7 separate regions of the Mus musculus genome follow, and regions 1, 2, 3, 4, 5 and 6 are each linked to region 7. The links are chromatin contacts, called in public HiChIP or PLAC-seq and promoter capture Hi-C maps. All regions are on one chromosome and are shown on one strand. The core of a region is the stretch at or near the end of the contact, and the rest is flanking DNA. Distances in the headings are between cores, read along the strand shown.

Region 1 (3,364 bases), core at 158-2,657, 350 kb before region 7:
GCCATTATCATGCCAGCATCATTACTGTCATCACCAATATTCTGGTCATGATCACCATCATCACCATCATCATCACAATGATCACTACCACTTTCATCATTATCACTACCATCATCATCTCCACCATCATCACATCACTATCCATCACTATCACCATCACTACCATCACTAGCATCACTATCATCACCACCATCTTCATCACCACTGTCTCTTCAGCTACCATCATCAACACCAAGAAAATCTTATCATCTGCATGCTCACCATCATCATTCTCACCACCACCATCATCATCAGGAACTGTATCACCATCACCACCACCATGACCATCACCATTATCACCACCACCATCACAACTCTGCCATCCCCATGACTACCATCGGTATCACCAGGACCATCAGTCATCACAAACACAATCATCATTACTTCTCTTGCTAGCCCTTTCTACCATTCTCAACTAAAATTCATGGATGGCATGGGGGGGTCAACTCTTACTCCTTCCCATCCAATACCCTCCCCTAGGCAGACAGAAACACTACTGGGCGTTCTAGGGGCAAAAATTAGGCCTCCTACACACCAAAAGGGACAGTTGAGCAGCACCCTGGGAATGTTAGGTCACACAGTAAAGGTCTGAGTGATGATTTCATGGTGGCCAGGGTCCCTCCAGGGATACCTGCCTCCCATCATCTATCTGTGTGACTTTAGCAGCTTCCCATGAGACCCAACACAAATATTTTGGCTAGAAGATCACTTGCAAACTTTACGTGAGTGGCAAGTAGTGGGGGTCATTCTAGAGAATGAAGCAGTTTGGAGAAGGTCTCAAACATGTGGGAAGCCACCATACACAAATGGGATGGGCCCCTATATAGATAGATAATTAGGATCCTATTCAAAGTTGGTGGAGTTCTTATACAAACAGTTCTCACGGCATGTGTAGGTCTTTCTGGAAGGGTCTGCTCACACAGGAAGATTTCTGTCTAGAAACTGTGTCCATATACAGGTAATGACAAAATGTGTCGTGGAGAAGGAGACTCTTACCTAAGCAGAAGCTGTCTTTACAAACGGAAAAGTGAGGGATTTTTTATTGGCGCGCCTGGCTAACTGCTGCTCAAATACTAATGACCTTTACACCAAGGTGAAGGTTTTACATAAGGATAAAGAGCTTGTGTGCTTGAAAGAGAAATCCCAGTATCCTGGCTCTTATACAGACAGGGACAAGGCGGGCGAATCCATTTTGTTCTCAGCAAGCACAGCCCCTGCATACCACTGACATGAGCAAAGACCCTTCACCTGCACAGGCAGCAGGTGGGAGCCCAGGAGAGGGCGGAGCAACGGGGACCACTGCTCACGCCGCATTGCCTCCGGTGACCGCCAGAGGCAGCACTGAGGCGCTGCCTCGCCTCCCCCCTCCCCAATCTCCACCCCCGGCCCTCCGGGCTCCTGCTCCCGGGAGCCCCGCAAACCCCGCTCCGCCCGCGCCCCGCACAGCACCGAGGCTCCCGGCCCGGTCCGCCCCGCTGCCCCTCCCCGGGGCCATGGGGGCACCCCCGGGCTACCGACCCTCTGCCTGGGTGCATCTCCTCCACCAGCTGCCCCGCGCCGACTTCCAGCTCCGCCCGGTGCCCAGCGGCTTTGCTCCCCGCGACCAAGAGTACCAGCAGGTGGGATGGCAAACCTGGGCCAGGTCCCCTGGGAACAGGAGGCTGGGTCAGAGTTCCGGCGTCTTAGGGGCTGGGGACCCGGCCTGCATTTGTGAGTACAAGTCCAAGATCAGAGGTATAGCGCTCATACCTTGAGGTTCCCCTAGGACGTGCGCTGGGGGTGCAGACCCCTCTCTTCCCAGATAAGGAGAGCTGGGATCCTAGACTTCCAAGAATCCTGAATGGGAGGAGATGGGGGCCCAGCATTTGGGTTTCTGAGACCTGCCTGGAAAGCCAGTCTTTAGGGTCATCTAAGGAAAGGTCCGCTCTTGAGGTCCCAGGCGAGAAGGACCCCGCCCCCACAGAATCCCGACTAGTAAATATGTCCCAGATTAAATTAAAAAAAAATTTTTTTTTGGCGGGGGGGTGGGGGTAGAGAAAGGACTGAGAGAGGGAAGGCAGGGGAGGCAGCCGAGGTCTGGGAAGGATTGATATCCTCAAATAGGGAACAGAGATCAGGACTGGGGAAACCAGCTGAGGTAAGATGAGGATTCAAGGTGCCTTCAGCCTGTCCCAGGAGGGAAGGGGTTGTTAGGGTGCCAGAGAGGGTTGGGATAGAAATGTGGTTAGGTTCCAGGCTAAGGAAGACAACAGGCCTGGGTCCCAGGAGGGTGAGGCTGGTGGTGGACCCTCACAGACTCTGGGGTCCCTAGGGAAAGAGGCCCAGCTGCGGTTCGTGGGGGGGGGGGGGCGGAGGTGCTGTCCCCTGACCCAGTTTAATTCAAGTCCTTGACTTTGAGATTAATGAGGAGAAAAGCTTGGCTGAGCTGGGGGCCTGGTGGGGGGCTGGGAGTTGGCCTTGCCCTCCCCTCAAGTCTGAACCTCTGTGGCAGCCCTCTGGGAAAGGGGCACAGGGTTGGGAGAGCTTCGAGGGAGGGGGATGTTCCCAGAAAAGCAGCGAGGGGGATCGTGTGCTGGTGTGCTTGCTATTTGGGTCATGGCTGGCACAGCCTGAGCGGCTCCTCCCTGCCTACTCCACCCGCCCCCTCTCCCCTCCAAATGAGCACCGCCATCCCCTCGCCCACAGCCACTTACACAATCGCAGCCTCCAGCCGGTCGGCCCACCCACTCCCAGCCCAACTCTTGGGGCTTATGGCTCTGGAGAGTCCCTCAGCCACGAGGAATCCCCTCCTGGGGTCCCCAGTACCACCACAGCCGCTCAGAGCAGTTCACTCAACCCTCAACCCGATACTCATCAGTCAGTCACAGCTGAGGCACACACAGTTGCATTCCTGGGACATTATTCTTCATAGAAATGGCCATTGTGAGCACAGAAAGACCAACTAAGAGAGCCTCTGAGATAGGACCTGAACAACCATATGACCAGTCACATATACACAACACACTCGTGTGTGCACCATCACACACGGGCACACTCATACATTATGCACAGCTACCCTATCTCACATGAGCATAAGCTCACACACACACACACTCACTCAGTCTACTTAACACAACTCACTGACTGAAGCAGCTGTGTTCAGAAAACATTAATGCCCGCAAGTATTCTGCTGCATACAGACACGCAGCATGGTCTACACAAATACCTCATCCTCTCTCCATATGCCCTCATCTGATGGAAGGCAAACTCACGGCCACATCAACGTTGCACTGCACACACTTGTCGGGCACACAGATGATGTGGAGGGCAGGCAGCTGTGCCACCG
Region 2 (3,444 bases), core at 105-2,604, 470 kb before region 7:
AGATGGCTCCCCCAAGTGCTCCGGCAAAGCCCTCCCAGGCGGGTGGACACCCCTACTCCGGTGGGGAAGGTGCCTGGATGTCTGTAGCCCAAAACAGGGTCTGCCCCAGCAGCTGTGTCACTTCTGTCTGTTGCAGAATCTGTGCAGCTTCTGTAGTCCACACTCTCATCTGCACAGACTAGTCTATGAGGGATCCAGAAACCCTAATGTGACTTCTTTACAGCCTTTGTATAATGTTCTTTTGATTTTTTTCTGACGGCTCCTCTAAAGGGTGAGCTGGATATCTCATGAATAATCAACAAGTAGTCATAGAGACTCCTGGCCTCTCAGCTCAGTTAGCATAGTTGACAGCAGTACTGAATGTTTTTCAGCCTGTAAATGATGCTCTTTATGTTTTTACTAATAGTTTATATGTTGCACAATCGATTCCCTTATTGGAGACTTGTGGTACATTTAACTTTAATATGCAAGAAGGATCTCTGTTTTCACAATTGCAAAATATCATTCTTGCCCAAAAACATCTGTTTTATATTGGTCATATACGAGCACATTCTGGTCTTCCTGTACCTTTTGCTGCAGGCAATGATTTCATCGACAGAGCTCTAATAGGAGAGGCCTTAATTTCAGATCCTGTTGCTTTGACTAGATGTGATCATGATAAATTACATTTCTCTAGCTGACCCACTCTACCGTCTCGCCAGCAAAACGCATGCAGGCCACTCGGATCCTTCTGCAGTACAGCTTTAATACATCTCGAGAGATAGATGATCAGCTTCAGGAGAGGAGACCCAGAGAGCAGAAAACCCTTCCCTTTTATAGGCTGCGAAAAAATGGTTGGAGATGTGCACCACTGGGATTGGCTGCCCACTATCAGTCAGTTAACGCCACGAGAAAGGCAGGGCTCAGGTAATGGAACGATACCCTGACGCCTGCGCACATTTTACTACGAGCAACGGATGTCAGCGCCATCTTGTAACGGCCTGCCTGGGCATGTCTTGGCCTGTTCTGCTATGTTCTCAGCCCCAGGTTTTAAAGCTCACAAACAACTCTTTGGGCTTTTTGACATACATTACATGAGTCACAGGTTTCAAGTTTTATTTCCTTTCAATGGCTGCCTGAAAGACTGGTTCGTCAAGTGGACACAGATCCTGAATCTTCTAGTAAGTATGATTCTAACCTCGATGATGGCTAAAAATCCTTTTTAGTTGAAAAAGTTATTTGGAGCTCAGCCTCCATTTCCAGAGAATTTACAGCCTTTCTGTTGATTCTCAGAGTCACCTCTCCTACACTGAAAGGTCAGAGTCTAAGCTTGTTCATTGCTAATTTGCAACTGAATAGAGTACCTGGACTTCCCGGAAGAAGCTTTTATCCTGTTGTTTTTCAACTGACTTTGTTTTTTCAAGCAGATCAGTCAACGCCTTACAGCCTGTTTTCAGCAAGCATGCAGCCCCGCCTCTAGCAAGTACAGGTGGCAGAAATTCATTGATATGAAGAAGCATATTGAGTATATATTGTGGCTTTGGTCTGATTTGGGAATAAGGTGTGGTATGAGGGCCATTCAGTCAATGTCGGGCAACCAGATTTCAGAACTATATCAATCGAAGACAGAGGTATATGCCAAGAGGCCGTGGTTTATTAATAATACACCACAGAGCCATGTTGGTGTAAAATAAACACAAACAAGCTGCATAAGAATAAGATAAGAATAGTTGACAGATAAGAATAGTTCGGGAAAATCAGAGATATCCCAAGCCAGGCACGGCCGCCAGCCACCATAACTCCCAGGCAGGACTATGGAGCATAAAAATAATTTTATGCCTCAGTCCAGCTAATTTTTAGTATATATTTAGGGAGGAATTGTAGCCTCCCTCAGCTTTGAAGCAGGCTGCCACTGAATATAAGATCACCTGGAGTGTAGCTATATTATGATGGCTATATTATGTCAACTACCACTGTTCTCCAAGACTCTGCTACCTGCTGAGAGACCTTGAGACATTCCAGAGACACATCCTATCCTGCATGTCGCCTACAGGCTGGCTCCAGACACCAAGAATGGATTGGCGGGGGATTGGCCTCCCCTCTTTATAAGCACAGACTCTTAGTAAACTTTGGGGTCTTGATCAGAGAAAAATTTGTCTTAGCCTCATTCTTTTCTCGCTATCTAGTCTCTTTCAGCCCCAGCCTGCCTTTCAGGAGTACCCGGTTCATGTAAGGCTTACAGTTACACTGTGCTAAAGAGATGGAGCCTTGCTAGGGATACCTTCAAGAACTCATAAAAATTTTTGCTCTCTGTCTACTATGCAGATACATGTGATGGTTGGAGCTGCAGTGGCATTGTGAATTAAAATATGAGTTTAATATGAGTGTGTAAGAACAAAGACTGAGAAAAGAAGGAGCCTCCATCTCTGGGAACCTACTGTTGCTATCACAGAATCCCTGTTGAGGTTTCAGACTTTGTAGGAAGGAGACCAGCAAGAGAGATGGGCGAGGTCAAGAAATGTATGGCTAAGTTACCTGGATTCTGGTTTTTAATAAGTGATGGTGAACATAAAAGGGAATCAAAGAAGACTCTGTTATCTGATACAGCACCAAAGACAAGGGTGAAAGATCAGGTATGTGTAGATGAGAAACCTGCAAAATTTATAGTATGTTGGAGGAGGAGACTATTGTGTGATAGTCATGTGGCTTAAAGTGGGTTTTTTAAGAAGGCTTCAAATACATGCAACTACTATCTACTATGGCCATTGATGGGGAGGGGTTAGAATCACGTAGATATGACTCTCCATCCTTCATGTGAGTGATCCAGCCCAGTCAGAATCCTGAAAGAGAAATGCTAGTGAGAAAAATATACACTGCCCAGGTTCCTTCAGCTGGGGGTCAAAAGTCAGAGAACAAGTGTGACATGAAACTTGCAAACTTTCTAATCAGGATCCTTTCCCAATGAGAGTATTCTCCTCTGTAATAGAAAGCTGAAAAGAATCAAACAACCTCCAGATGACCCCATTTAAATCCACTTTTCTCCAACTTTCAATGACACACTAGAGAGCTACACACACTCAGATGTCCTCAGGGTTGGCTCAGGACATTAGGCTGGTAGATGCTTGTGGGTATGAATGGCCCCTCCCCGTAGAAATTTGGCACTCCTGGGCTATACAGTGAATGGGATCTTAGGCTTGTGTCTCCCTTCCTCTCTGTTTCTCTGATCTCTCTTCATTCGCATACTCTCTGCAAGACCTTGATGTATATGGAATATGATGGGGACATGGTCCAGTGGCTCAGCTTGCTCTGTCTGCCCTGTGGTAGAAGGATAGACTCTTCAACCAGGAAGAGGGAGCTCACAGGGCTATATCACAGGAATGGAGGTACTGAAATCCAAACAACATTTGGACCTCCACAAGTAAGTTACAGAAATTCTTAGTTTCATGTACTGATGTCTTTTGCAAT
Region 3 (3,214 bases), core at 656-3,155, 270 kb before region 7:
TCTTTCTGAGTAAGCTGATTCATTAGTGCAGCTACCTCTATTCTTTCAGGTCTGTGAAGCCCTTTATACAATTCATATTGTATCTTTATATTTTACATAGTTAATAAATCCTGTGAGGAACAGTTATTACAATTATTCATGTATTCTTGAACTCATGTTTTCAGAGTTCTTTCCCACAGTCTTAAGGTCTGTCCTGAAGGCCACAGCATCACCACTTTGCTGGAGAATCATCAGACTCACCATTACCTCTCAGAATTGAGCTGTTTCTGAGTATCATGGAGTCATTAGCCTTGGCAAGGAGAACATCCCTCAATAACCTTGGCATGGAGAACATTCCATGAAGGAGGAATACAAAGTAATATATGTACATTATTATGAAAACAAGCCTTACAGCAACCATTTGAGGAGACCCATATCCTGCTGGCTCTGCTCCAGGGGCAGGAACCATGGCATCTTGCACGGCCATGACACAGCAAAGGCAGTGATTGCTTTGTGGATATGAGATTCTCTTTTGGGATGATGGCAATGGCTAGGAACTAGATACTGGTGTTGGCTATGTATCATTGAGAGTGTACTCAATGTTATTGAATTACATACTTTGAAATATTTATGATTAAATTCATGTTTTATGAACTATAGTTCAGTAAGGAAAAAACCCAACTACAACATAGAATTGTTATAGCAGAAGGGGGGTTGTATTAGTTACTTTTCTGTTGCTGTGATAAGATAGCATGACTAGAAGCAACTTATGGAAGGTTTGTTTTCATTTAAAGGATTAGACAATCTGTAATTGAGAGGACAGCATGGCAGCAAGCTGCAGGAGTAGGATGCTGATTGGTCATATTTCATCAGTCCACCAAGAAGAAGAGAGTGAACTGGATATAGGCCACAATCATAAACATCAAAGGCTATGTTCAATGACCTAATTCCTCCAGCAAGCCTCCATGTCCTGAAACGTCCATAATCTGATCAGACAGTGCCACACACTGGGGACCAAGTGTTCAATTACACAAGTCTATGGTGGTTCCCACTGAAACCACCAGAGAGCTGCATCATGCTTCAGCGGTCATAACAACAAACATTGCCTTCTTAATGAAACTTTAAAAAAATAACCTTTTATTTGTGTGTCTATCTGTGGGAATGCATGGTGTGTGTGTGTGTGTGTGTGTGTGTGTGTGTGTGTCTGTCTGTCTGTCTGTCTGTCTGTCTGTACACAGAAGCTGGAATATAGTACTAGCTCTTTCCTGGTGTTGGAGTAACAGCCAGTTGTGGGCCATGCAACTGTGGATGCTGAGAATCAAATGTGGGTCCTCTGGAAGAAGATATAGCACTCTTAACTCCTAAGCTTTCTCTCCAGCCTCCTTGGTAAAATTCCTAGGATAAGATTAATAATTTGCCTGAGTGCACAGTTTGTGTATTAAAAACAATGCTTTTACATCTTTATAGCTATCTGCCTTTCAATTCGGGGTGCAGTATGGCATCTTATGTCCCTGGGAAGTAGGAGGGCAGATGTAAGTTGATGAGTCACTCTTTCTACTCATACTCTTATATACTATGTCGTATTCTGAAAATGAGAATGCTTCTCTACTCCATGATCCTCACAACCCAAGAGGAGATATTGATGTCACAATCATCTAACATTAAAGAGTATGGTACTGAGACAATTGGTAAATATTTCTACCATGTCTCAAGGAGAAACAAGCACATTTTTTCAATGAATGTTAGTATCCACACATGCAGACATTATCAATTGAGAATCTGTGGTCAGGAGAGAAGAGAAAGTGAGGAAATAACAAAAGGGGGTTGGGAATGAGAAAGAAGAAATGACATGGCCGTCCATGGAGAAAGGTGAAGAGGAACTGTAACATTTTACAGAAATGAAAAAGTCAAAAGGAGGAAGTTTAGGGAAATAAAACTACAGCCTAATTCCAGGAAGGAAACTGGTATCCTTTTGCAAACTAGTTAGATAGTATCAAGATGGTCACATTGAATAATTCTCCCCTTTGATTGTCACTACTCTGCACATCTGTTTCTTCTACTGAGGACAAGTGCTTGAGCCTGGATTGGGAGGGTTTTTTGGGTCCAAACTATAAGCCCAACAATTCTGGTAACTTGCTAAGAAGAGAAAGTAAATGAGAAGGGATTAGTTGACTAATCCCTCACACAGAGCTCTGATAATAGATTTGTTTCCTTTCCTATCCCTCCACATCCCTTTGTGCTCATCCCCAGAATAAAGAGAGTTTCTGTCATGGTTTGTAATCCTTGTTGCCTGGAAGTCCATCTTCCACTAGCAGTCTTCAGATGAAGAAGTAGAATTCTCAGCTTCTCCTGCACCATGGCCTGCCTAGATGCAGCCATGTTCCTGCCTTGATGATTATGGACTGAACCTCTGAACCTGTAAATCAGCCCCAATTAAATATTGTCCTTATAAGAGTTGCCTTGGTCATGGTATCTGTTCATAGCAGTAAAACCCTAACTAAGACAGAACTTGGTACCAGGGACTGGGGTATTGCTGTGGATAGGTCTGACCATGGTTTTGTTTGGAATAATCTGGATCTTGGGACTTTGGATTTGGAAAGCAGTGGAATGCTTTAAATAGGCTATCCTGGTAGGAAAATGGAAGACTTTGTTACTGAGAGTGATTTGAATTGTGCGGACCTGGCCCAAGAGTTTTCACTGGATAATTTCAATATATGGTGTAGAGACTATTTTTGTGATATTTTGGTGAAGAATATGGCTACTTTTTGCCCTTGTCTGAAGATTCTGCTTGAGGCTAAGGTGAAGAGACTCAGATTAATTGCATTGAGAAAGGAAGTCTCAGAAATGCCCATTATAGACTTTGTTCTCTGATTAAGTCTCATGAAGAACATTTTAAACATGTAGCAAGTTGAGAAAGGAAAAATATAAAATATATGGCTTGAGTCTTAAAGGGGCACCAGGAAGTGAAATGGAGCAGAATAATGTGTTCAGGGATATTAAATTGAATTAAGGGAGTAGTGATCTTGGGGCAAGATCCCACCCAGTTAAATTTAGGTCTAGGCATTGTACTACAAGCCTTTAATTTCAGGAGGCAAAGACTAATAGAGTTCAAGGCTAACCTAGAACAGAACCTAAAGGTGAAGAAAACCTTAAATTCAGGCTTGGTGGGCCACACCTTTAATCCCAGTGCTTAGGAGACAGGTGTGCAGATCTCAGAGTTCAAAGTCAGTCTACA
Region 4 (3,171 bases), core at 27-2,526, 490 kb after region 7:
ATCCTCCACAGTTGACACTTCCATTGGCTTGTCTTCTGACTGTTTGCCTGGCATTTCTGCAAGACAGACAAAAGGACTGTGACCCAGGACTCAGAGCTCGCTAGCCTATGCCTAGGGGAGGAAGAGCAAGGAAACCTGACTTCTGAGGGGTGAGGGCTGGGTCTAGATTCCTGGGTCCAAGGGAGGAGGGCCAGGGTCTGGGCTCCAGAGTCTGAGGGAAGGGGACCACAGTCTGGACCTCAAGGTTTAAGGGAGGAGGGCTGAGGGCTGGACTCCTGGGTCTGAGGGAGGAGGGCTGGGGTATGGACTCTAGGTTTGAGGAAGAAGTCTAGACCTGGACTTTCTCATCACCACTTCTTATTGTGACTCATTTCCATTCAGTAAGAGACCCTGAGGAGTGGAAAACAGTCACTTGTGTGAGGTGAGGTCAACTGAGAGGTCAGATGCCCCCCCCCCATTCCCACTGCCACCTGGTGGCCTGAGGGTGAAAGATGAACCAAGTCATCGAGACACCCCCCATCTTGTTTCCAAAGCAAACAGACTTGGGCCCAGAGTGGATGAGCGGTTTCTCTCCAAAGAGAAAACAGGTGCTCTCTGCCTCCAGGGAAGGGTGGGGCTCTCCACAGCTTGGGACACCCGGGTCCTGCCTGTAGCTGTCACTTGGACCTGTCCCAAGCCTTTAGCACTCAATCATTTTGTGGTTCAAGTCTCACAGCTCAGAAGCTTATCCCTAGACCCAGGGCTCGAGACCCCAGCACCCAGAGAAATAGACCCCAACCCTCCTCCTTCGAATTCAGGGCTCAGACCCCAGCCCTCCCTCCTCAGATCCAGGACTCCAGGCCCCATCCATCTACCCTCAGATCCAAGGTCCCAGACCTCGGCTCTCCTCCTTCAGACCCAAGCTTCCAGACTTCGGGCCTCCTCCCTTAGACCCAGGGTTCCAGCCCTCAGCCCTCCTCCCTCAGACTAGGGCTTCAAATCATAACTTATTACTGTCCCAGGAACTTCTAAAACTCACACAACTTGGGCCTTGGATTCTGTCCCCAACACTAAAGCACTCGATTGCTTCAAGGTGTCTCTTGTCCTGTCGAGGGGCCAGGACTCTTGCCACCTGTTTTCCTGTTCAACTGCAGCCTTCCCTCAGGCCGGTTAACCTTGCCCTACTTCTGACCTGGGCTCAGAGCTCCAGACTTCGCCTTCTCCAAGGCTTGTCTGATCCCTTTCTGCCTACTGCAGTTAGCGCCTTGCACTTCGGGGGTTCCTGCCAGCATCAGACTGCTCAGGAGCAAGTCCCGCCCTCACTCTGGGGGTTCGTAAAGCTCCGCCCTCTGCCCCGCCCCTTCTGCCCCCCATTGGGGGCAGAGCGACATCGTGTGTTGAATCCTAGTACTGGCTGTGGCTGGACCACACCAGTGTGGCTTAGCTCTCCTCCCTTGGACCCAAGGGTTCAGGAAGCCTTCTATCAGACCCAGAAATGCAAACCCCAGCTCTGCTTCCTCTCTTTCAGAGTCCACACTCCAGTCTTCATTCCTCAGATGGAAGAATCTAGAATGCATCCCTCCTATTTCAGACTAGAGAGGGTCTAGGTACCATCCTCTCTCCCTTATATCCAAGATCCCCTCCCCCAGCCCTCCTCCCTCAGACTCAAGGATCCGGAGCAGCCTTCCTCTCTCAGGCCCAGGATTCTAGACCCCAGCCATCTTCCTCAGGCCCGGAATCCCCGGAACGAAACTGCTTTCCTCAAACTCAGGAATCCAGCGCTCCTCCATTTGACCCAAGGATCTTGACCCTAGCCTTCTTTCAGATCTAGGGGTGCAGCCCCTGGCCTCTTCCCTCAAAAGGTCTCGGATTTTCTTTAATCTGATCCCATCTGCTCTGTTCCTCAGCTCCTGACTCTGGCGCCCTGTTGACAAACAAATCTTTTGAGAGGTGTATCCAGGAGCCATGCACTGGGGTCCTGTTTAGGAACAAAATAAGAGAGGATTCTAAAATGATGTCATGAGAAATGACCTCAGACTGGGGACCAGAAACAGGTGGCAGAGCAGCTGGGGATCGAGGATGACTGTACCCCTTTTGCGGGACAGCTGTTGGGTTTAAAGCACCGAGAACCACGTGGGTTCACTTCATTGTCCAAAATACACTTTTTATTTTGTAGATATTTTTAGTTTTACAAAAACAATCACAAAGGTCACACAGTTGTAAAAGACACACAGTTGCCAAGGTCCCTTGGACCCTTCACACAGCTTGCCCCAAGGTCAGCATCTTACCCAAGATTCATCACTAAATTAGCAAAGCTTTCAACAATAGTCATCCATCCTACCCACCATCTTTGTCCTCAAGGTCCTTTTCCTGTTCCCAAGTCCAGTCCGGGGCACCATGGTTCATTTGGTGAACTCACTGTTAAATCTAGAAAGTGTAGGTTCCTGGTTGGGATTATAGTTCTGGCTGCAGTCTTTGTTTTCCCTGCATGAACCTCTGGAAGCTCATATCCACCACTGTGTAAATCTCCATCATAACACAGGCCTGTAATCCCAGCATTGAGAGGTGGACGAAGGATGATCAGAAGTTCGAGGTTACCCTCTGCCACCTAGTGAGGGAACATCCTGGGATACAGAAAAACTTGAAAAATTTTTTAAGTATAAATTCCTGTGATGTTTCTAGTTTCTGCTGGGAGCTGGGGACTCCAGACACACAGAACTGGAGTCTGTGTGCTGTTTGGGACAAGGAAGAGCCATGAAACTAGTCCTGGCTCTCAGGATTGATGGGTCCCTGAATATAGATGGAGCTGGGTTATTCATAACCAGAGAACTTGGGGCATCTTGTGGAAATAGAAGATGGAAGGGTCTAGACCAGATGTTTGTGACAAGGACAGGAAGAGTAGACATAGGTATCTGGGAGGGCTCCAGGGATGGGAACGTTTCTGTAGGACAAGATGGAAGTCAAAGGTGCTAGGTGGAGCATATAAGGTGTGTGGGTGTCTGTCGGCAGTGGTGTGGTGGTGTGTGGGTGGTGGTGGTGGTGGTGGTAGTGGTATGTGTACACACATGTTTCTTTTGCTCTGTGTGTGTGACAATTCCCACAATGTCACCAACACAGAGCCCAGAAACTGTCAGATCAACATAATATCGGATCCTGTAAGTTTGGATTTTGTGCCTCAAATGGTGGGAGCTC
Region 5 (3,429 bases), core at 813-3,312, 510 kb before region 7:
AGAGAGGCCCATTGGTCGTGCAAACTTTATCTGCCTCAGTATAGGGGAATGCCAGAGCCAAGAAATGGGAGTGGGTGGGGGAGCATGTGGGGGACTTTTGGGATAGCATTGGAAATGTAAAATGAAATAAATACCTAATAAAAATGCTTTTGCAGGATAAAATATTTGTTTAGTTTCAAAACTGATATCAGTATATTTCCATCTAGTTGTATAAATAAATTTTAAATCACACAAAAAAATTTCAAAAATTTCTCACATCTCCATATTATCTGGACATTTGGAGCCAAATGGTTCTGAGATCTTTAGGACAGAAAATATAAGGTATTTGACCAAATCCTATAATAAAAGTATTTAAAATAAAAAGTACAAAGGAGACTCATTGCCTTTAAAATGACAAAGATTATGGCCACCAATATTTGAAGAAAGTGATTAATTTCAAAAACAATCTTATCAATGTGTTCACAGAAAACTGTGTGCTTTTTTTTCTAAATAAGTCATTTTGCTTCAAAGGGAAGGAAGCCCAACTCAGAGTATGTTATTAGCCTTCAGAGACAAGCAGAAGAAATTAAGAAATACAATTTCATGTTAACCATAAGTTATGTTTTCTCATTCCTGATCCCAAATCACCAATTCCTAGCACATTGTTCCAAAAAAGAAGAGAAAACACATGGGGAACCTAACAAATTAGTTACTAATACCAAATGAATAAAACTGATCAATAGCACCTTAGAAGAAAAACATGTTTATGAGCAAAACACTTGCCAAACATCAAAGATAAGACTAATTTGAAAGGTATTGCTTTAGTACTAAAATTAGTCATTGCTGTTAGGTCAGAAACTGCCGTTGGCCCTCTCCTTGATTGCTGCTATTCTGAGTATTTATGACAACACTTACTTCTTATATGACCATTACCTCTTTTCATTACACACAATTTTCATAAAGGAAACCATGGGAACAATATGTGTAGTTTTACAGCTAGAACACATATCAGTTAGGGCCAGAAATTTGACTGACACCTTTGATGTTATCTTGAGATAAATCAGGTACATTTACCTTTGATGAAATTACTTGTGTCTAGACCTCTGTGAAACCCCTTCACCTGAAAAAATGACAACAACAAAAATCCCAAAAACATTACAATACAAAACAAAACAAAATAATGGAAATCTTCAGGTACTAGGCTGCTCATGGCTATATATCTATCAACAAGTTCCGAACAAATTGTACTTAGTCAAAGATGGGGACAAAGCTCAGTGGCTGAGCATCCGCCTTGCTTGTGCAAGCCTGTAACCTCAGACTTTACAGCTGTAGAAAAGAAAACTCACACACTTTGCAACTCAGGCTGATACTAATATTTTTCTCTTGTTTATGGAGACTTGAAGCTAGTTGCTATATTTCAAGGCTGGGTTTTCCCATTGCTAATTGTAAGTTTATCCAGAGCTTTTGTCCCCGCCGGCAAGAACACACTCAGGATAACCGGAATCTTCTGCGGCAAACTTTTATTGCTTACTTAGGAGGGAAGACCCCGAACTGGGAAAATGGCGCTGCTTATATAGCCCACAGCGTGACGTTTCAGCACCTGATGTGGCGTGACAGCTCCTGATTCGTTGCTCGCCCATCACCCCATTACTATGCCTGAGATGGGCAGTGACTAGGTGTGAGTTCACTCTTGCAATTGCGCATAAGGCTTGTTTACTAGTTAGGCGCAGTGGAAGCCAGCGCCATCTTATAATGGCGATTGCTCACGGCACAGCTCTCCACATTAGTTTAAAATTATTATTAAAAGATAGCTTAGTATTATGTGAGTAATTAGAAGAGATAGTACAGTAAAATCTTGGGGAGTCTTCTAAAAGTTCAAAGCAAGAATAAAATCATGACAGATTATGAATCTTCATGGAGTAGTCAGACTGGGTGGTAATTGTCATAATCCTTTTTTCCAACTGTACCACTGTGTTGGTGGATGAGAGAAAAAGAGTCAGAGGTTACATATATTGAGACGATACTACACATGAATGTCTCTCATTTTTCCTGTTTTTAATGCAGAACTTTTTTCAGGAAGTAAAACAAAGATTTCCCAACTCCGCTTCTGCTGTGGTCACAATAAAGTGCACATTTCTCTTTTTAGACATAACAGATGCCTCTTAGAAACCCAATTACATATTTCAGGTATTCTTTTCATATATGTCCATGGGATTAAGTGGATCCACCAATAGAAAGTCAGGAATATTTTGGATCTTTTATATTGAGTTTCCCCTCCCTGAATTCTTAGGTCTTGGATTCCAGCACTGATTGATTGTGTTTCCAGAAATGATATAAATGAGATCTCAGGGAGGCATTTTGCTGGGTTTGGACAGTTGCATGTGGAATCCCAAGGCCCACTTGGAATCAATTTCCCAGTACGATAACTGTCAGAACTCATGGAAATTCTGTGTTTGCTAGATTCCAGTTCATAGGACTATAAAATGCTGCTCCATCATCCACACACTGATGAAATCATGAAGGAACTGGAAAAGATATCTTTCCATGTGCAAGGGATGGAAGGTTATGGGAGGGTGACAGAAGCTTCTCTTCCTCTTGGACAGGCCTTGTTAAATGTTCTAGGGAAAGTGGAGCTTATCTTGATAAGCCAAGTAGTCAGGTCATAAAATTGAGTCATGTAACTTTATCCAAGCTACAAGACCAGCGTCATCCAAACAACTCATCTGACAAAGTCATAAGAGAACAAAGTAAGAACAAACATCTTCTATACATAGATGTAAAATCCTCAACACATTTAATTTCTTTGCCATACAATGAAATCCAAGCCATCAGCAGACCACACATATGGCAAGGGTGCCACAAGACCATATTATCCATTGTTTTGAGTAAGAATATTGTGGGATGTCTGCACAAGGAAAATATTGCCTAAATGTTCATTTGTCTGAATTATGAAAGGTGTTAGTGATACAAATTTAATATAATGTTACATCAAAATGTACAGATACTATGAAGAACTAGAATTTTACTCATTCACCACAGCAAAAATGTAAAATTTTAAGACATGCATGATAAAGGCATGCATATAGATGAAAGAACAGAATTCGTCAGTATCTCATACACATTCATTGCAAGCACCCTCAGTAAATTAGTAACAGAGAAGAACCTTAGTCAGGATAAGATTATGTGCAAAGGAAACTGGGGCTAACTTCACATTTAATGTGGAGGAACCAGAATTTTTCCAATAAAAAAGAAACAACCTCTTTCTGACAATCTGCATGCAAGTTCTTGAAGTCCTAATTAATGTAGCAAGATCAGTAAAGAAAACTTAATGTTCAAAAATTGAAAAAGCCAGTCTGCCATCTGCACCTATAATCTGAGGCTGTTCTACAGCCGCCATGCATGGGTCCTCCCAAGAAAGACCTGTTCTACCAGGAGTGTTTTCACTCTGAG
Region 6 (3,059 bases), core at 254-2,753, 410 kb before region 7:
CCTCAGTTAAGCGTTGCCTTATTTAACTTAATTAATAGTGGGGAGAGAGATTGGAGACCGTACTGTCTTCACTGCCTCCCACCCCAAAATAAAAAAGCCAATTGGCTTTGTACTACAGAGCCGGTCGAACCCCTTCTCCCTGTTTCCCACCTATCATCCAAAAATGTGAAGGAATATCAACTTAGTGTTATTCTTATTATAGTGTATTTCACATTTGTTCAGTCAAACTTAGCCAGAGTTCCAACGCCCTACTTAAAATTCCACTAGAAAGTTACCTACTCAGTACTAATTAGCATAATAAAGTCAGAGCCTGCAGCTCCAGGCTTTTCAGTTAGTTGTTTACTAAGATAAGAAAGGACAGTCTTAGCCAGATACAGTTTACCATAAGAAAAATTAAGGAATCCCACGAAAGCAAGTTTTTTCTTTAGCCCTAGATTCCAGGCAGAACTATTGAGCATAGATAATTTCCCCCCCCCCCCCCCTCAGGCCAGCTTTTTCTTTTTTTTTAAGTTTTGTTAATAAAAGGGAGGAAATGTAGTCTCCCCTCCCCCAGCCTGAAACCTGCTTGCTCAGGGGTGGAGCTTCCTGCTCATTCGTTCTGCCACGCCCACTGCTAGAACCTGCGGAGCCACACACGTGCACCTTTCTACTGGACCAGAGATTATTCGGCGGGAATCGGGTCCCCTCCCCCTTCCTTCATAACTAGTGTCGCAACAATAAAATTTGAGCCTTGATCAGAGTAACTGTCTTGGCTACATTTCTTTCTCTCGCCACCTAGCCCCTCTTCTCTTCCAGGTTTCCAAAATGCCTTTCCAGGCTAGAACCCAGGTTGTGGTCTGCTGGCCGGACACAACACATAGTGACACCATGCCTCAAAAATATAAAATAAAATAAAAGTGTAGTCCCTGGTAAGTCAACCATGCTCCAGTGCTAGACCACATACTTAGGAGTATTCGGGCAGCACAAATTGGTCTTACAGTGCTTTCAAAAAAAAAAAAAAATGGAACAAAGTTAAGAGGATAGGGAGGAAAAGTGGAACTTAGAAAAGTTGATGGTGAGTAATATAAGAAATACTCAAAGAACTAACAAAAGTTGAGGTTTTTTTTTTTTTATTCTAAGCAGGGTAATCAATACTACGTAACAGTTTTGATTGTAAAAAAGCAGGCTCTTCCTAAGTCCTGTTAAAGCTGAACCTGACTTCATGCCCCATCACTGTTCCTAACAATAAGTCTGCAGAGGTATCTTCCAAGTAGGACGTGGGGGCAGAGAGGCATTCCTCCCAGGGGCTCCAGAATCGCCTTCGCTGCTCTCAAGGCTGAGTGAGGAATAGACTCCCTTCCCCACCCCTCAGTTTTTCCCAGGACTCACCAAGCACCAGCAGGATAACTGGATGAAGTGACATGACTCAGGCTCCAGCAACCTTACCAGGTCTGGTCAGAGCAGAAGCCCTGCAGCAGGCACAAGAGGCAGGATGTGTGCACTGGAGCTTGTCACAAGGTTTCTAGCTAAGGTTCCCCACATGGAGAGGAAGAGGTTTCTCTTCTGGGCGTTGGACTCTTTCCCTTAGTCACTGGCTTCAGGAGAAGGTGTTAGCTTCTAAAACAGTGTCTCGGGCCCCTATGTTTAGATGTAGCTGAGCTCATTCCTTAACTTGTTTGCCTGTCTGTAAATATGCAAGAATAAGATTGTACATATCAGTTCCCACTGTAGAAAGCAAAGGCCACCAATTTATGCAAGACATTTCTACTTCAACCCAAAGCTCACATTTCCTTGGGTTTAAAATGAGAAACATTTGATGTTACGACTTTTGTAAAAGATCTCGACCAGATATTTCACACATTAAATGTGTCCTTCTATAGATAATGCTTTTACTATTAAATAATATTGGGGTGTGTGTGTGTGTGTGCATGTGTGTGTGTGCCCGTGTGTGCACGCACGCAGTCACAGAACAACTCCCCAAAGTCATGTCTCTCCTTCGACAATGTAGGTCCTAGGAATCAACTTCAGGTTGTCAGACTCAGAAGCAAGCATTTTTTCCCACTGAGCCATCTCAGTGACAAAGATAATATTTTTAAAAGCTAATAAATATTGTCAGAAATGTGTATAAATTGGATTTTTTTTTTTTTACTGTTAGCAAGAAGTCAGGGCCTCAACTGTTCTGAAGAAACTTCCTCTGAGTTAATGAGTCAGAATCATTTTGGGTAAGCTGATGCCCTCCCTCCATGAGATTAGAAGAAAAAATGGAAATTACAGGGAAGAACGCTCTTCCTCTTTAGAAATAGCATTGTGATTTCAGACATACACACACTCACACACACACACACACACACACTCACACATACACACTCACACACACACACTCACACACACACACTCACACACACACACTCACACATACACACACACACACTCACACACACACACACTCACACACACACACACAGAAATTAAAAATAGAACCCCAGTAAGAGGGGAAGTAAGTATGGAAGTGAGATGTCAGCACTCACATAGTCATTGCAGCTCTATTCACAGGAGCTGTGATAGAGAAATCATTCTGGAAGTGGTTGGAGGAAATGTGGTGTACATAGACCACATTTTGAAGATGATGATGAGGCCATGTGAAAAGCCATGGCTGAACCTTCAAGAAATGGCTATCAGTGAACTGAGCAAGACCCAGAGGACAGGTGATGAGTTGTTTGCCTCATGGAGGTATGTAAAGTAGTCACATTCAAGCTGAGCATGCTGATCCATTCCTGTAAGCCCTGCACTTGGGAGGGTTAGGCAGGAGGATTGCCATGAGTGCAAGGCCAGTCTGTACTACATAATGAGTTCTGAGCCAACCTGAGATATATAGCAAGATTTTTTTTTTGTCTCAAAAAACTAAAATAGATAAAGTCAAATTCATAAAAGCAAAATGGAATTTTGTCTACCAGAAGAGAAAACATGTAGAAGTTATTTATCAATAGACAAAAACTTTTAGTCAATTAATATGAATAACTCTAAGACAACACAGCATCTGTAGTCAATATTAGTAAAGTGTGCAGTTAAAATGTTAAGAG
Region 7 (3,393 bases), core at 577-3,076:
CTGGACTCCTGGGTCTGAGGGAGGAGAGCTGGAGTCTAGACTCCTCCTTCTGAGGGAGAAGGGCTAGCTAGCATCAGGGTCTAAGGAACCAGGCTGCAGTCTGACTCTTGCATGCACTTCCCCCTCTCCCCTCCTTAGAACAGAGAAAACGTTACTCCACCGTGGTTATGGCTGACGTGTCCCAGTATCATGTCAATGTGAGTCTGGGGTCTATGTTTCTCTAAGACGTTTCCTGGGGAGAGGTGAGCCTGAAGTGATAGGCCTTTTGAAAACAGGGACTGGGGACGGGGGCAGCCATCAGGATGTAAAGTGAATAAATAAGAAAGAGAGAGAGGGAGGCAGGAGGAAGGGAGGGAAAAAGAAGGAAAGAAAGAAGGAAGAGACTAGGAAAACTCAGCTCTTCTCTCCCCATGAACATCCGTCCCTGTTGCCTGAGAACTCAGTTCTGTCTGATCTTCCTCTGAGCCATCCCCAGTGCAGGATGCAGGACCAAATCGGCCACGGTTCCATGGTCCAGGAGAGGGTGTGGATGTCATAATGCAAAGCAGAGGAGGCACTTACAAGAGTTCAATCCTTATTATTTGTTGCCCTTGAGAAGCCTCCAATCTTGGTTTGAAGATGTCCTAATTGGAAGGAAATCTAATCAGTGCTGGCCACTGAAGGAGCTGAAGGGTCTGAGGGAGGGAGACTGAGGTCTGGATTCAAAGGGTCTGAGGAAAGCATTCTGGGGAAGTATGGCTAGGCTGAACAGGAGCTCCCTCTAGAAGCTCAGCAACAGCTTGGCATAGCCTGGGACTCAGCTACCTACTCTGTCTCCTGCCAGCACCTGGTCACCTTCTGCTTGGGGGAAGAAGATGGCGTGCACACTGTGGAAGATGCTTCCAGAAAGCTGGCAGTCATGGACAGCCAGGGGCGTGTCTGGGCACAGGAGATGCTACTGAGAGTGTCACCTAGTCAAGTCACTCTGCTTGATCCAGTCTCCAAGGTGCCAGAGAGCAATTGGGTGGAAGAGAGAAATGGGGCTGAGATCTGAGGGTGAATCTTGGCTCCGAAGCGTCCTTCCCCTGGGAACTTTGGCAAGCTATCCTTTGAAGCCTAGGTTATTAAACAGGGTGTTATTTCTAGGCCCCTGAACTCTTTCGGTTGCCTTGCCCCAAGTCCTGGACACTGCTCTAGCAGTCATAGGAATCTGTGCCTCCGTTTACCCTGCGACCCCGTCCTGCAGGAAGAACTAGAGTCATATCCTCTCGATGCCATCGTACGCTGCGACGCGGTGATGCCCCGAGGACGGAGCCGTTCATTGCTGCTCCTGGTGTGCCAGGAGCCAGAGCGTGCACAGCCGGATGTTCATTTCTTCCAGGGCCTGCTCCTCGGAGTGAGTGGGCGTGGCTCCGGGTGGCTTTTTTTTCTAGTAGAGAATCAGAGGCGGGGCTTCCATGTTTGGGGCGGGGCCTTGGCAAACGGGGACATAGCCTAGGAAAGCAGGTCTGAGAGGGAACCAGAATTGAGGACAGGTTGAATGAACTCTAGACCATGACTGAATGTGACGATGGGAAGAAGATGCAGAACAAAGGCTTTGAGAAAAACATAAAAAAGATGGTTGGAAGCAGGCAGGCAGGCAGGCAGAACCAAGATGGGGTCCATGGGGTTTGTCCAAGACAGTCGGAGGCAAAGCGCTGAGAACAAGAAAGAGTCCTGGGCAGGCAATGGGTGGGGCGTAAGAGGGGAGATCTTAAAGTATGATTGACAGGCGGAGCTGATCCGTGAGGACATCCAAGGGGCTCTGCAGAACTACCGCTCCGGACGTGGAGAACGCAGGGCAGCAGCGCTCAGGTGAGGAGAAGGGGGAAGCAGATGCAGAGCGCACTGAAAAAAAAAATTCTCCCATCTATGGACCTCACTCTCCTCAGCTAAGAAATGAGCTTGGTACGAACAGCCTAGAGTGTTGAATGTGGTCACAAATTAGCCTTGGCCAGGTCTTACCTGTACCTCCCAGACAAGGTGACCGCTCCGCTCCAGTCTTCTACTTTAGCCTGTCTTGGTCTTTGGTTTCTCCATCTTCGTATCCAGTTTCTCATTATGAAATGCCCAGCCTTCGTTTGACCGCCCCCCCCCCTTCCTGATCCCATCGGTTGCCCCAGCCTCGGTCTCCCCTTTTTCTTAACTCAGGGCGACGCAGGAGGAGCTGCGACGCGGCGCCTCTCCAGCAGCGGAGACCCCGCCCTTACAGCGTCGCCCGTCTGTCCGCCTGGTGATCAACACCGTGGAACCATCCGCAGTCCGCGGGCGACCCCAAGTGGAGTCAATTCCAGAGACTGAGGAAGCAAGGAAACCCGACCAAGCTCGCACGACTAGCAGTGCTGACCCTACCTCCCCAGACTTGGGCCCAAGAGGACCTGAGCTGGCGGGTCTGCAGGCAGAGCGGGATGTGGTGAGCTTGAGTGAGAGGCACCAGCTAGGAGAAAAAGATTTCCTTGACAATCAAGTCAGTCTTGGAGTGGGGAACGAGATTCAGGAACGTGGCACGTCTAGGTGTGACTAGCTGACAAGATGCTGGGTCGGGGATGGGAGTTAATTCTAGAAGTATGGCTAGAGTCTTTGATATAGACCACCCACTGCTCCAGTTATGGGCATGGCCTGACGTAGGGGGTGTGTCCAGGAGTTCAGATTGGAGCCCTGGACCTAGACCAGAGTCTGAGACTCAGGAGCACCACTCTTACCTCTCTTGCTTATGGTAGGATATTCTGAACCACGTGTTTGACGACGTGGAGAGTTTTGTATCCAGACTGCAAAAATCAGCAGAGGCTACCCGGGTTTTGGAGCACCGCGAGAGAGGCCGCAGGACACGACGCCGAGCTGCGGGAGGTAAGGGGCTTCCACATGGACCGAGAACACACCTTCCTGAGTGATGTCCAAATATCCTCTCCCCCTGGGGTCTCCCACCACCAGCCAGGTCTGACTTCCTAAGGCCACCCGTTTGGGTGTTTACACCTTTGGAATTGTTGTCTAATGCTTTCTTGGTGTCCCCACAACCTCACCTGCTCTCTCCGCACAGAGGGTCTGCTGACACTGAGGGCCAAGCCACCCACTGAGGCTGAGTACACCGACGTGCTTCAGAAAATCAAATACGCCTTCAGTCTGCTGGTGAGGATGCATCCATTGCTGGGCGTCGATGGAGTGAGGGCACTTTGACCCATCCATCATTCGTGCACTAATAAGAAATGACCTCCTTTCGTTCCAGGCCCGGTTGCGAGGCAACATCGCCAACCCCTCCTCTCCAGAGCTGTTGCACTTTCTGTTTGGACCTCTGCAGATGGTGAGGCTCATCTTAGCCCTCAGGGCTCCCCTGCTTTAGAAGGATTAAGATTCGACTTCAAGAAGGTCTTGTTGGCA

What was found. Promoter capture Hi-C pulls out the DNA fragments that hold promoters and counts their contacts. HiChIP or PLAC-seq counts read pairs in DNA pulled down with a chosen protein or histone mark.
Region 1: a contact with region 7 is called in an H3K27ac HiChIP or PLAC-seq map of embryonic stem cells, with 5 times the contacts expected there. The contact joins the promoter of Ttyh1 here to the promoter of D630041G03Rik in region 7. A contact is called at or near these places in 18 of 39 promoter capture datasets (the 3T3-L1 cell line, 3T3-L1-derived adipocytes, the C10 cell line and 13 more), 2 of 15 datasets of contacts at CTCF or cohesin (both in embryonic stem cells), 17 of 484 Hi-C or Micro-C datasets (the Ba/F3 cell line, the G1E-ER4 cell line, the N1E-115 cell line and 12 more), 32 of 115 datasets of contacts at active chromatin or transcription factors (SST interneurons, bone marrow-derived dendritic cells, bone marrow-derived macrophages and 16 more) and 5 of 9 other capture datasets (adipose tissue, embryonic stem cells, liver and 2 more).
Region 2: a contact with region 7 is called in an H3K27ac HiChIP or PLAC-seq map of embryonic stem cells, with 6 times the contacts expected there. The contact joins the enhancer-like site here to the promoter of D630041G03Rik in region 7. A contact is called at or near these places in 12 of 39 promoter capture datasets (the 3T3-L1 cell line, the C10 cell line, cranial neural crest and 5 more), 4 of 115 datasets of contacts at active chromatin or transcription factors (bone marrow-derived macrophages, embryonic stem cells and stem cell-derived neural progenitor cells) and 3 of 9 other capture datasets (adipose tissue, embryonic stem cells and pancreatic islet).
Region 3: an H3K4me3 HiChIP or PLAC-seq map of bone marrow-derived macrophages shows a contact between it and region 7, with 5 times the contacts expected there. The contact joins the enhancer-like site here to the promoter of D630041G03Rik in region 7. A contact is called at or near these places in 6 of 39 promoter capture datasets (the C10 cell line, cranial neural crest, embryonic stem cells and 3 more), 1 of 115 datasets of contacts at active chromatin or transcription factors (bone marrow-derived macrophages) and 2 of 9 other capture datasets (adipose tissue and liver).
Region 4: a contact with region 7 is called in a promoter capture Hi-C map of liver. The contact joins the promoter of Sbk2 here to the promoter of D630041G03Rik in region 7. A contact is called at or near these places in 3 of 39 promoter capture datasets (hematopoietic stem and progenitor cells, liver and pre-B cells).
Region 5: a contact with region 7 is called in an H3K4me3 HiChIP or PLAC-seq map of bone marrow-derived macrophages, with 5 times the contacts expected there. The contact joins the enhancer-like site here to the promoter of D630041G03Rik in region 7. A contact is called at or near these places in 6 of 39 promoter capture datasets (embryonic stem cells, hippocampal neurons, pre-B cells and 1 more) and 1 of 115 datasets of contacts at active chromatin or transcription factors (bone marrow-derived macrophages).
Region 6: an H3K4me3 HiChIP or PLAC-seq map of embryonic stem cells shows a contact between it and region 7, with 15 read pairs. The contact joins the promoter of Lair1 here to the promoter of D630041G03Rik in region 7. A contact is called at or near these places in 2 of 39 promoter capture datasets (the C10 cell line and pre-B cells), 4 of 115 datasets of contacts at active chromatin or transcription factors (bone marrow-derived macrophages, embryonic forebrain, embryonic stem cells and 1 more) and 3 of 9 other capture datasets (adipose tissue, embryonic stem cells and macrophages).

The regions. Positions count from the first base shown.
Region 1 is chr7:4,118,123-4,121,486 of GRCm38.p6, forward strand. Ttyh1 (tweety family member 1) reads left to right here and starts at 1,408. Exons shown (of 14, transcript NM_021324.6): 1 at 1,408-1,658. The coding sequence starts at 1,533. 9430041J12Rik (RIKEN cDNA 9430041J12 gene) reads right to left here and starts at 2,606. Exons shown (of 9, transcript NR_033568.1): 1 at 1,789-2,606; 2 at 1,558-1,686.
Region 2 is chr7:4,002,852-4,006,295 of GRCm38.p6, forward strand. No RefSeq gene overlaps it. Among named protein-coding and RNA genes, the nearest start is that of 1700095K22Rik, 23 kb to the left of the region's middle. Within about 2 kb of position 1,355, at least 4 of the 459 cell types and tissues checked have an H3K27ac peak or open chromatin away from gene starts, as enhancers often do. A contact at or near this core is called in embryonic stem cells, where this site is marked.
Region 3 is chr7:4,202,131-4,205,344 of GRCm38.p6, forward strand. No RefSeq gene overlaps it. Among named protein-coding and RNA genes, the nearest start is that of Lilra5, 34 kb to the right of the region's middle. Within about 2 kb of position 1,906, at least 4 of the 459 cell types and tissues checked have an H3K27ac peak or open chromatin away from gene starts, as enhancers often do. A contact at or near this core is called in bone marrow-derived macrophages, where this site is marked.
Region 4 is chr7:4,963,130-4,966,300 of GRCm38.p6, forward strand. It overlaps Sbk2 (SH3-binding domain kinase family, member 2), which reads right to left and starts at 1,277. Exons shown (of 4, transcript NM_001146329.2): 1 at 1,172-1,277; 2 at 1-56. The coding sequence starts at 54. It overlaps Sbk3 (SH3 domain binding kinase family, member 3), which reads right to left. Exons shown (of 4, transcript NM_001200041.1): 4 at 2,131-3,171.
Region 5 is chr7:3,960,154-3,963,582 of GRCm38.p6, forward strand. No RefSeq gene overlaps it. Among named protein-coding and RNA genes, the nearest start is that of 1700095K22Rik, 19 kb to the right of the region's middle. Within about 2 kb of position 2,063, at least 5 of the 459 cell types and tissues checked have an H3K27ac peak or open chromatin away from gene starts, as enhancers often do. A contact at or near this core is called in bone marrow-derived macrophages, where this site is marked.
Region 6 is chr7:4,061,701-4,064,759 of GRCm38.p6, forward strand. Lair1 (leukocyte-associated Ig-like receptor 1) reads right to left here and starts at 1,504. Exons shown (of 8, transcript NM_001113474.1): 1 at 1,369-1,504. The coding sequence starts at 1,402.
Region 7 is chr7:4,469,058-4,472,450 of GRCm38.p6, forward strand. D630041G03Rik (RIKEN cDNA D630041G03 gene) reads right to left here and starts at 1,827. Exons shown (of 1, transcript NR_028416.1): 1 at 1-1,827. It overlaps Eps8l1 (EPS8-like 1), which reads left to right. Exons shown (of 20, transcript NM_001374622.1): 4 at 139-197; 5 at 824-985; 6 at 1,226-1,375; 7 at 1,751-1,833; 8 at 2,170-2,431; 9 at 2,739-2,865; 10 at 3,056-3,144; 11 at 3,242-3,316. It also overlaps a transcript of Rdh13 not described here.